Linked DNA regions of Oryctolagus cuniculus: region 1 is linked to region 2. The links are chromatin contacts, called in public Hi-C maps. All regions are on one chromosome and are shown on one strand. The core of a region is the stretch at or near the end of the contact, and the rest is flanking DNA. Distances in the headings are between cores, read along the strand shown.

Region 1 (5,753 bases), core at 2,400-4,899, 170 kb before region 2:
AGGAATCCTGGAACCCAGAGATCACCCAAGAATAATAAGGAATGAGAATTTTGAGGAAGTTACAGCCAGAGTTAAGTCCAATTGCCCAAGTTCATGCAGAAGGTCCACTTCACAGTGCCTCACGCCTGCTTTTCCAGCCTCCTGCCCATTGTGTGCCTTTCCTGAGGTTCTGTGACTTGATCACCTTTAATTCCATTTTCTGTATAGGCAGTGTTTTTAAATGCCGTTAACTACTACATGAATTTCCAATGTTTTGGTTCCTTGGACTGGAAATCTTTTTTTTACACCTTGTACATCAAGCAAAATACTCACTTTTGAAGATGAAAATGAACATCAGCTGGGGCCTTTCTACCTCAACACTGGCCCCTTGTGTGTTCCACAGGATCTTGTATGTCTCATTATTCATCAATGAATCTGTTACACTTCCCAAGCTGCTCCTCTGTGCTACCGTGAATCTCCCTCAATTTGGATTAAGTAAGGTTGTTGAATGGTGTCACCTTTGGCAAGATCTTATGGAAAGCCAGACAGAGTGGAAAAGCCAGCGGTCAGGGCAGGTGTTTCTTACTTTCTGCCACAGGAGGATGGGAAACCAAGAGCTTGGGGCAGGTGGAGCCTTTGGGGGGTGAGGGGTTACATGGAGAAAACATCACATAGAGGAAGGCACTTGAATTTGAAGTGTGACCCCATTGGTACCAGTCCACCCATGTGAAGGCCTGAGCTCTGGAGGAGGTATACAGTAGGCAATAAGGAGTGCATGAAGGAAGGACTTGGGCTTTAACATTCAAGCTCCACTGAGTGCAGGAACTGCAGCACCCTTGTACCCTACCGATGCCACCCCTCTCCTGCTGACTTCGCCATACTCGGCATCTGAGATGAGGTACATTTTGTGAGAAGACTTGAGCGGCTGCCCCCTGCAATCTCTGATTGTCTGCTTTCCTGCCCTAGCCAAGAAGCTCAGGAGGTTTAAATGGGAGTGGACAGAGCCAGCAACTCCGTGTAGGGATAAACCTGCTTCTAGTGCTAGATGCCCAGGAACCAAGCCTGTGGGCACAGAAGGCAAGGTTCCCAGTCTGTGACACACGCCTTAATCTGCTAAGTAACATAGTGAGAATAGATAAGTGCAGGAGGTAATTTCCACGTGTAATTTATTTTTATTTATTTTTTTATTTTTTGACAGGCAGAGTGGACAGTGAGAGAGAGAGACAGAGAGAAAGGTTTTCCTTTTGCCGTTGGTTCGCCCTCCAATGGCCGCCACAGCCGGCACGCTGCGGCCGGCGCACCGCGCTGATCCGATGGCAGGAGCCAGGCACTTATCCTGGTCTCCCATGGGGTGCAGGGCCCAAGGACTTTGGACCATCCTCCACTGTACTCACTGGCCACAGCAGAGAGCTGGCCTGGAAGAGGGGCAACCGGGACAGAATCCTGCGCCCCGACTGGGACTAGAACCCGGTGTGCCAGCGCTGCAAGGCGGAGGATTAGCCTAGTGAGCTGCGGCGCCAGCACGTGTAATTTTTTAAAAACAGGAAATGTGCCTATGAAACATCACAAATCTATCAGACAATACGAAGATTGAACTCAGATTGCAAGGTAGGTGTTAGTCTTATCCCCAACACCATCTAATAGAGTGATTAAACTCTTTCCCTGGGGAATTGCTCTCATATACTTCCATGGTTTACAAATGCTTCAGAAGAAAGCTGATGGGCAACAGGAGCAGCTACAGATTGAGTATCTACTATGTGCCAAGGGCTTGATATAATTTATGTCATCTAATTTTCATAACAGCCCTGTGTGGCATTGTGAAATTAAGTAATTTGACAAAGTTGCAAGTGCAGTAAATGATTATAATGGATATTTCTCTCTGCCCAGTATTTCTTTCCCTCTTCTTCTGCTAACATAATCCTGTAACTCGGGGAACTGTCTCCCCCACTCATATAGAGCCTCTGATTGAAATTGTACCCTATCATGCACTGAGCGTGGGGGTGGGCATGCAGTCAGAGATTGGCCAATTATGTGCTCTTTTGGCTATAACGATTCATTCAGAGATAAGCATGTGGCTTTGATCTAACTCATCATCATCCTCCCTGAGAATTCATACATGACCAGCTAGACAGGCACGTGCTCTTTTTTACTGAGTTGTCAGGCTAAGGTGGGGGAACCTGTCCACAACTCAACCCCCCCTTAATCCCCTGTAGTTAGCTCATCTGCATCTGTCTCAAGGCAGAATGAAACCACACGGAGATAAAAGGGAAGGAAGGAAGAGGCTCCTTGCTCTTTTTTACCAAAATAGCCAGGCCAGCTCTACTCCTTGCCTTCTCAGTGACAAAAATATAATTTCCCTTCTCCGATTAAGCTAGCTTGCACTAAATTTTTATCATTCACCACTAGTGTATTGGCTGGACCATGGGTAGAGCTGGAAGTTGAATCTTCCTATATCCCTCTGACTCCAGTTTGTAAACATTGTTTTGCCCTGAGAAGAGGAAATACAAGTTAGTGCCATTGTCATCTAGAGATTTTCCCCCATAGCTCCGATTTTGGGGCCAGACCTCATGAAATCACACCCAGGTATTGTCTCCTAGGCTATGACCTAACCTGAGTCTTCTGTTCAGTTGGGTCTGTAGGAGGGTAGATGATGGTTTACCTTCCATCTACTATAGAGGACTAGTTAAGTCTTTAACTTCTCAAGTGGTTATATATCCTCCCATCCTGACCTCCACCTACAAATCTAGGTTTTTCAATCATTTATTAAAATGAATAGAAAAGCATAACATTTCTTACTGAGTAAAAATATTTTTCTTACTCACCATAAATTAAAGGAATTTGTTCCAGTTTGTATTGTTCCTTACCAAATATATACACTTACTCACACATGTATACAGGTACAGATTTGTACACACATATGTGTTTAGTGAAATCACATTAAATTGTCAATTAAAGGTACCCTTACATCAGAAAATAAATACAATGATGGCATCCTGAAGTTAATCCAGGCATAGGGAAACATAAGAGACATGGAGGAAAAAAATAAGATTCATGGTTACCAACCTCTTTTTGAATATAAGTCACAAACATTGTATAGAAACTGCCTTCTACTGTCATTTGCCCTTCATCTTGGTGATGTATTTGAGTCTCAGCTCCATCTAACCTCCAAAATCGAGAGCAGTTCCCAAAATTTGTCTGTGTTTACATCATTTTGGGAGCTCATTAAAATGAATTTTTTTTATTGTAGTGTCTCTGGGAGGAGAACCGGGACTTTGCTTTCCTAAATAAATCCTAGGAGCTCAGATGTGTGTGATTCGCTGAACAGCTTTAAAGTCCCGCCTACAGTGATGATCTGCGTTCCTCGTCCTTTTGCTTTTTTTTTTTTAAGGATTTATTAATTAATTTATTTATTCAAAAGTCAGAGTTACATAGAGAGAAGGACAGGCAGACAGACAGACAGACACACACACACACACACAGAGAGAGAGAGATAAACAAAGAGAGAGAGATCTTCCATCTACTGGTTCACTCCTCACATAGCCAGGCTAACGCCAGTAGCCAGGAGCTTCATCCAGGTGTCCACTGGGTGGCATGGGCCCACACGCTTAGACCATCTTTTTCTGCTTTGCCCAGCCATTAGCAGGGAGGTCAGTTAGAAGTGGAGCAGAGGGGACCTGAACTGGCTCCCTATTGGATGCCAGCGTCACAAGCAGTGACTTAACCCGCTATGCCACTGCGCCAGCCTCGTCATCTTCTGAGGCTGGATTTTGTGCTTTCCTTATCTCATGCAGTGGTGGACTGTCTCAGGATAACCCAGACACATGTCTTTTTTTATTTTATTATTTTAAATTTCTCTGGCTAATTATTTCCCTATCCTATTAATTATGACTTTTATATTTCCCCCAAACTTGTCTCCCATGTCTATTTTGCAATAGAAGTGCTACTGGTAGACAAGCTGATGAATCACAGTTGGGCTAAATTATTTCCCTCCTTGGATTTGTTAAAACGTCTGGGAGTTTTGGCAATGGAGACTGAGATGGCTGAAGGATTCCGTCATACATGACTGGGTGTATAAAACTTTGTTTTCTACTGGCATTAGATGTTTGTCCTAATCATGAAGTAATAAGGAAGAGGCCTACCTTATTACTACTGAGAACTGCATTTAGTTATAAAAGAACAGTAATAATTGATAAAACAGGAACAGATTTCCAGAATGATAGCTTTTGGCATATTTCCTCATCATTACTATCACATTTTATCTTTGTTGTTTATCTGCAAAAGCTGTTTTGGTATCGGTTCTCTTCTGAGTATTAGGAGACTATCTTGTTATAATCTACTTGCCAGGACTTGCTTCATTGCTGGCATAGTTGATCTATAGCTCCCCATGTTAGATGTTGGCATTGCTTCTTGTAACGTCTACGTATAAGTAGCAAATGATCTTCACAAATGCAAGGTATGCAGATATAGGAGCCAAAGATCTCGGTAGATTTCTTGTTCTCTCTCTAGGGTATCGGTATAAAGTACACTTAGTAAAAATTTTTGAATTAGAAAGTAGTATCTCTGATCCTGAATAGACTACACTTGTTAGAGGTCCAAGCAAGGTCTAGAATCTATCTTATTTTTTTAGTATCCTAAGTATCTAGCATAGTGCCCCAGGTAGTTGCTATAACAATATACATCCTAAATAAATAAGTCCTAAATATTTCTGTAGTATTAATATAAAGATCATACTAGCAACAAAGAGAAAATCTTGCTAGCATTGGGAATAACATTGATTTATAAATAATGTCACATCTCTTGCATAAAGAACTATGGACATTTAATAAAGTGACACCATATGATTTTCTAAAGTTACCAAAAGTTGATTACAATCAAGGTGTTTCGTGCCTGACAAAATAAGAATTGTTTTTCTTGTTTGACATAACTACAGGTACTGCTTGAGATCATGGGCATCAGGTTTTTTCATGAAGTAGCTTTTGCCTACCATCAAGCCATCTTTATGTGTGTGTGCCATTTAGGACAGGAACAAAAAAGAATGCAGGCTATACATCTCAGCTGAATGTATGTCCAACAGCAATATGTTTATAAGAAAATGCCTTATGTACTAATTTTTATAGCATCTAAGCATACTGTAGTAACCTGTTTATTTAAAATATGTGGTTAATTTTTAGTTACTTTTACAATTTCCAACCAAATGCACTGTACTTTTATGTATTCATTGTGAAGACTTTTTCATAGGAACCATTAAGAAGACAAACTGGAGGTATTATCAGTACTTATGGTTTCTTATACACATTGTGCTACTATAAATTTTTTTTGACAGGCAGAGTGGACAGTGAGAGAAAGAGACAGAGAGAAAGGTCTTCCTTTTCCATTGGTTCACCCCCCAGTGGCCACTGCAGCCGGTGCACGGTGCTGATCCGAAGCCAGGAGCCAGGTACTTATCCTTGTCTCCCATGGGGTGCAGGGCCCAAGCACTTGGGCCATCCTCCACTGCCCTCCTGGGCCACAGCAGAGAGCTGGCCTGGAAGAGGGGCAACCAGGACAGAATCCGACGCCCCGATCGGGACTAGAACCCGGTGTGCCGGCGCCGCTAGGCGGAGGATTTGCCTGGTGAGCCGGCTGTGCTAATGTAAATTTAAAATGACCTGAAAAGCTCTTCTGATCTCAGATATCTCAGAACAGACAGCAGTTTAGTCACCAGATTCGAGTAGAATGGAGTAACTGAGAATATTTTCATTTACAGAGCAAATATTCATAAAAATGAGAAGCTA
Region 2 (5,530 bases), core at 1,181-3,680:
GCGTGATGCATGGACCTAATTTTCCTCTCTTTGTATCTTAACTATGTACATTAGGTGATTCCTGCCAATTAATGCAGTATGTCACATCCCCAATTGCTTTCTGTGTATTCTTAAACATTAAAAATAAATACGTGCCATCTGTCTCATATCTTGAAAGCAATTCAAAATGGTTACTTTTGTTTTCTCAGTATTACAGCACAGTTTATGGCTTTAGTGCTTCTGAATTGTGAGAAAGCTCAGTCTCCATCTCATAAATGAAACATCATTGTAGGATGAGTCCTACAGATTGAACAGAAGATACTCATGAGAGGTTGGGCAAGACAAAAAACAGGGTAGGACGCTGATTGGAAAATGTGATCTTTGGCATCCAAGAGGCTTGTACCAGACACTGATCCTGCTGCTTCCTAGCTGAGTGAAGGGAAAATGATATAGCCACTGAAAGCCTCAGCTTTCCTCATCCACAAAATGGGTTTTATAGTTGCTGTATACCGTATTACTACAAGCAATATGTACATAAGACATATCGCCTCCCAAATCCTGATTAAGGCATTTAGTAGATATCGACATCTTCATTGTAATCATCAAACTTTGTGCAGGGAACAATTCAGTTTGGAAAGGAGAATTATTAAAAAATAACTTAAGGGGGCATAATACTAAAACATAAGAAGGGAATTATGTATAAGAGCTGTTCTCTCTCTACAGCAATTAAAATATAAGAGCGAGAAGCTTCTCTTGAACTGTCTCCATTGTTCTTTGAGCAGAGAGGGGCTAGCCACTTCGACATGGAAAGAGGTTGGTGAATTGTGGAAACGCAGAAAACCTTGGATCCACTTACAGCTACAAGAGTACCTTTCAAAGAAGTTGTGTTATGTTTGCTGTCTTTACTTTCCAAATGGTGTGTCATAAAGCACCAAATGCCCGCATAACTTAACTGTGAAGGGAGAAGGTCAACCTGAGGATATTTTTTCCATTTTTTAGAACAATTTTCTTCAATGATACTTTCTCCTGTAGCACACGAGAAAGCTTTCTAGATCTAAACCAAGCACCCTGAAGATAGTGAGTGTGTAATTTGAAGTCCACCCTGTACTCAGAGACCACAGAATTGTAGTGCTATAGAAAATGCTAGACATGTGTGACCTAGCCCAAACTATTTTAGCAAGAAGCCAACTGAGGCCCATGTGGCTCAGCGTGCTGTCCGAAAGCACACAGCTCATTAGAGCTAGAACATTTCCTTTCTTTTAGTTAGTTTTCAAAAAATTTGTTAGGCGGACTGAAATATTTTAGACTTCTATAAATAATCTAGTTTTGCAGCTCATTCCCTGTGCGACAGTTCTGTTAACGGCCTTATTTGAACATAACTTAGCTGTTCGGCATAGCCTTTGCATGACAAAGTGGTCAAGTCTTTATAGTAGCTGAGAATGCATTATCAGGACTTTATTTAGACTGTACAGTTAGGGCAATCCAACTATTAGTCATCTTGACATGTGCTTCGGAACACACACACCCATGAATCCTGGCAAAAATGTCATCTGCTCCCTGCACCGTGCCCCACCACAACTCCTTCCAAACTGGTGGTGTTGTTACCATAGTTAACGAAAGAAAACGACCTAAAACTCCTAATGTGGGCATGCCTTTAAACCGTCTCTTCCCAATTACAGAACTCCACGTTTGCCCAAATGAAGATCTAGTAGGATGGGGAGCATTGCGCGCTGAAGCCACCTTAAACAGAGGGCACCCTTACCGTCAAGATATGAACGGAGCTCATTCCCACAGAAACACGCATTGATTTTACCCTGTCACTACTGAGCGGGCTAATAGAGTCTGAAAATGGACTGCAAGATGCATCAATCCAAGCTGATGCACGCAGTAATGTAAGACTGAGACTGACATCAAAAGCTACCCACTAGAACAGTCTTAAAAGACACAAAGCTGTGTATTTCATGTTCAAATGGTAGACTTAAGGCATCCCATTGGCCTTTAGAAGATGTAAAAATCCTCTGGTGCTATGATCTTTTACTTTCTGTGTTAATAGCACAGGCTGGGTGATAACGAAGAACAGGTTGAGGAAGGGCATGGGAAAGGCTTTCCTGCCTGCGATCACACTCACTCCTCCCAGACACTCCTCAGCCAGGTGTGTGGCCGAGCCAGGTGAGGGAAGGCACGTCCGGCTCTCACTGCTTAGCCAGAGCAGGGCTGCGGCTAAGTGGGAAGTGAAAGGGAGTCACTGGGGTTTGTCATTGTGCGGATGCCTCTGTAATACATTCCCCTGGCTGGAGTGACAGGAAGATAAAACGCAGCAAGTGTTTTCCTCCTGTGCCCCAAAGCTGCGTTGTGGTTTTGTCAATCTCTGGAGAACACTGGAGGCAGTTCAGAGAGAGTGTGTCAGGCTCCTCACTGCAGGTCCCAGGACGGGCTCTGGTGAGCAGAGAGGAAGGGACTGAAATAGGCAAATGGCCCTTAGGGTTGCACAATGGAAATCTCCAGGAGGAAGCCAAGATGATTAATGCCACAGGAATTTGTTTCAACATCCTCCCTCCCACCTCCCCCAGAAAAACAACCAGACTCAAGATGCTGATAAGAATTCTTTTATGTTATTCCAATAAAAAATACATTCATACAGAAATATAACAATCTTGCAAAAAACAATTTCAAATAAAATCTTGTAAAACAAAATTTTACAAAAATCTTACAAAGATTCTTTAGAGAACAGGGTGCTTCCAAAAAAAAAGAAATTTCACTAATAGAAATTTTTTTTTTAATTTCAAGCAAAAAAGTTTCTGCTTGATTGAGGCTCAGTTATCACCTGAACAGAATGTACTTCTTTATGCACTTGCTTATTATGAAAATTACAGGCATTGACATATATGGCACCCAGCCCCACCCAGTTAAACAACCCCAATGGTGTTTCATAAGTGAGACAAGCCAGTGCAAGTGTTTTTTTTTTGTTTTTTGTTTTTACTGTCTTTTGTTTGCCGTCTTGCTTAATGGAATTGTTATGGCTAAGCACACAGCAGGGCCAAAAAAGGAGTTTTCCAAAACCCAGCAAATCAAGGGCTTGGATTTTGAATAGCCAAAAGAAAAGTGCATTTCCCCCCTAAAAAAAATGAAAGGAGTTCTCTAGGTAAATGTGTTAATCAGCCAGATAAAAAACCAGTTAGGTGAGCTTTAATCATTGCCCATTTCCAGGAAGATCAAACAAAATACCAGCTCAGCCAGACTCACGTGTGTGTGTGTGTGTGTGTGTGTGTATAAAGATCCACACCCACAAGCCAGCAGCTGGATGAAATATCAGCTGTCCATGCTGTGGTATGCCAATTCGGGGAAATTACTTCCGGAAAAACTGGGAGAATCCACATGCTGAGAAAAAAAAAATAGCTTCATCTGCATAAAAAATGTTCTAAAAAAGATTCCCTGTGATTAGCTTACCCTTAGGTTAAATGTTCTAATAAGGCTGAAATTCAAAATCAAAACCTTAGTGTGTCTGAGTTCAACAAGTGTGCCAGTATTGTGTTCACGCCACTTCTGAATGGCCAAAGGTACCCTATTCCAGACCTGCCAACACAGACGAGTAGGCTGGCAGTTTGGAATAGATTCAACGCCAAGAAAGCCTTCAGCAAATCATTAAATTAAAGATAAAGCCTCTATAAAAGTTATAGTTTTCATTTTTTACCTCCTTTATGGCCATTTTGAAATATTTCTTCACAGGCTGTAGAGTTTTCTAGCTAAACATTCTAGCTTCTCCTTAAAAAAAATATTTATATATTATCTATATATATAATATATATACACATACACATACTGTACACACAAATATACATACACAAGAATTCCGCCCACTTTTTAAAAGTAGTATACTTTCTGTATTACCAACAGATAGCTAGATAGATATGTGAAACTTGTGCCTTTTAAGCAAATACACTGACTTTTTTTATACTTCTGTATCTTTTAATATGTGTGAAAATGTTACATATTAAATACAGCCGGTGTGATCTGTACACTTGGTGTGCAAGGTCTATATGAAAGTGTCATGGTGGCAGAATTGGTCAGATTTGTCAGTCATCGCGTGTTTTCCATCTCAACACTGACAGTCAAGTTGTGTAAATATTGAACAAATACTGACGTTTTAAGGGAGTTTTCATCTGCTTGTCTTTGTGAAGGAGGACCTCAGAGAGAATTTTTTTTCTGTATTATACATGGATACAGTACAATGCCAGGTGAAAAAAGAGCCTTAATAAAGCATGCATCACCCTTACCCCTGTATGAGACCCCCAATACGGGGTCACTTGCATAAGGCACCATTATGAAGGTCAACAGTGCATTAACAGCTAGAAAACCAGAAATTAGTCCTCAAGGCATAAATAAGAGAAACATAGCTGCATGAGAAAACAGTTTCTAAGCTTTAGTGGTTTTATCCACCCAACTGAGAAAATTTTTAGCTTCTTAGCCTAATGTACCATTAGACCAGCAATTTCTAGCCCAGCTTTTGGACACTCAACACATGTCCAGTTTCTTCAAAGGGCATCACAAAATTCTCCAAAAAGTTAATTCAAATTCAGAATCATTTAAAAAATAATCCTATGCTGCACAATGCCTTTCGAGAAGGGAGTGTTACAAAATTGAAGGGGGAAAAAAATTGTGTCTTGCCAGGCCCAGATGGCTAGGGATCGCTGTAATAGACAAACTGTATCTTAGCTGCTCCTTAACTGGAATCAAGATTGCAGTCTTGGTTTAAAAATGGAAAAGCATATAGTTTCCCCAGACCATGCATGACTCGTTGTATTATAAGGAAAAGTTATCATTGTGTTATATTTGTAAATACACAGCTTATACAATGGGTTACAAATGAGCTCCGTTGTAGCAAGTGAAACAAGCTACTTGACACATTGCACGTTTTAATAGCTGCACCAGACATCAAGAGTCCCTCTCATACAAAACAAGGGGGAGGGGGTCCCCCTCTCCACATCACTCGCCACTCTGGGGTCCTGAGTTCCCACTCCCACCCTCCAAGTTTTTCTTTCTTTTTTTTTTCTTTTTATTTTTTTTGTGTATTTTTGTTGTTGTTGTTTTTTATTGTTTTGTTTTTTTTTTTCTTTTCTAAGGTGCGGACACCCTCCCAGGAAATGATTGGTGGTCGTCTCATCTCATGGTATATTCCTTACACACAAAACATTCAAACTACTTTTTTTCTGTCTCTTGCAGTTTGGCGCCACAAGGAAAAAAAGTCTGCCTCATCATACAATCAGTAATAGATCCTCAACATACAGTCAACCCAACCATTAACATTCTCAGTGCGCATGCTCACAGCAAAGGCTTAAGAACCACTCGGAAGGTTAGGTACCAGTGGCGAGTCCAGGGTCACCCAAACACCACGCACCACAGGTGCTATGCCGCTTCCTCCATGACTTTTTAGCCCTCGAAAGACCTTCCAAGGAGAGGCCCTGGAGGCAACTGGGTAGGGTGCAAAATGGCATGCTTTGGCTGGAACACGCATCCCTCCTTCCACGGCCGTCTCTCAGCCTGGAAGCCTTTT

What was found. A called contact is a pair of places that touch in the nucleus more often than the background predicts.
Region 1: a Hi-C map of skin fibroblasts shows a contact between it and region 2, with 4 times the contacts expected there. The contact joins two enhancer-like sites. A contact is called at or near these places in 2 of 6 Hi-C or Micro-C datasets (psoas muscle and skin fibroblasts).

What each region holds. Positions count from the first base shown.
Region 1 is chr13:93,017,422-93,023,174 of mOryCun1.1, reverse strand. No RefSeq gene overlaps it. Among named protein-coding and RNA genes, the nearest start is that of KLF6, 180 kb to the right of the region's middle. Within about 2 kb of position 3,649, at least 1 of the 8 cell types and tissues checked has an H3K27ac peak or open chromatin away from gene starts, as enhancers often do.
Region 2 is chr13:92,842,406-92,847,935 of mOryCun1.1, reverse strand. It overlaps KLF6 (KLF transcription factor 6), which reads right to left. Exons shown (of 4, transcript XM_002720810.5): 4 at 2,570-5,530. Among named protein-coding and RNA genes, the nearest start is that of KLF6, 8.7 kb to the right of the region's middle. Within about 2 kb of position 2,430, at least 4 of the 8 cell types and tissues checked have an H3K27ac peak or open chromatin away from gene starts, as enhancers often do.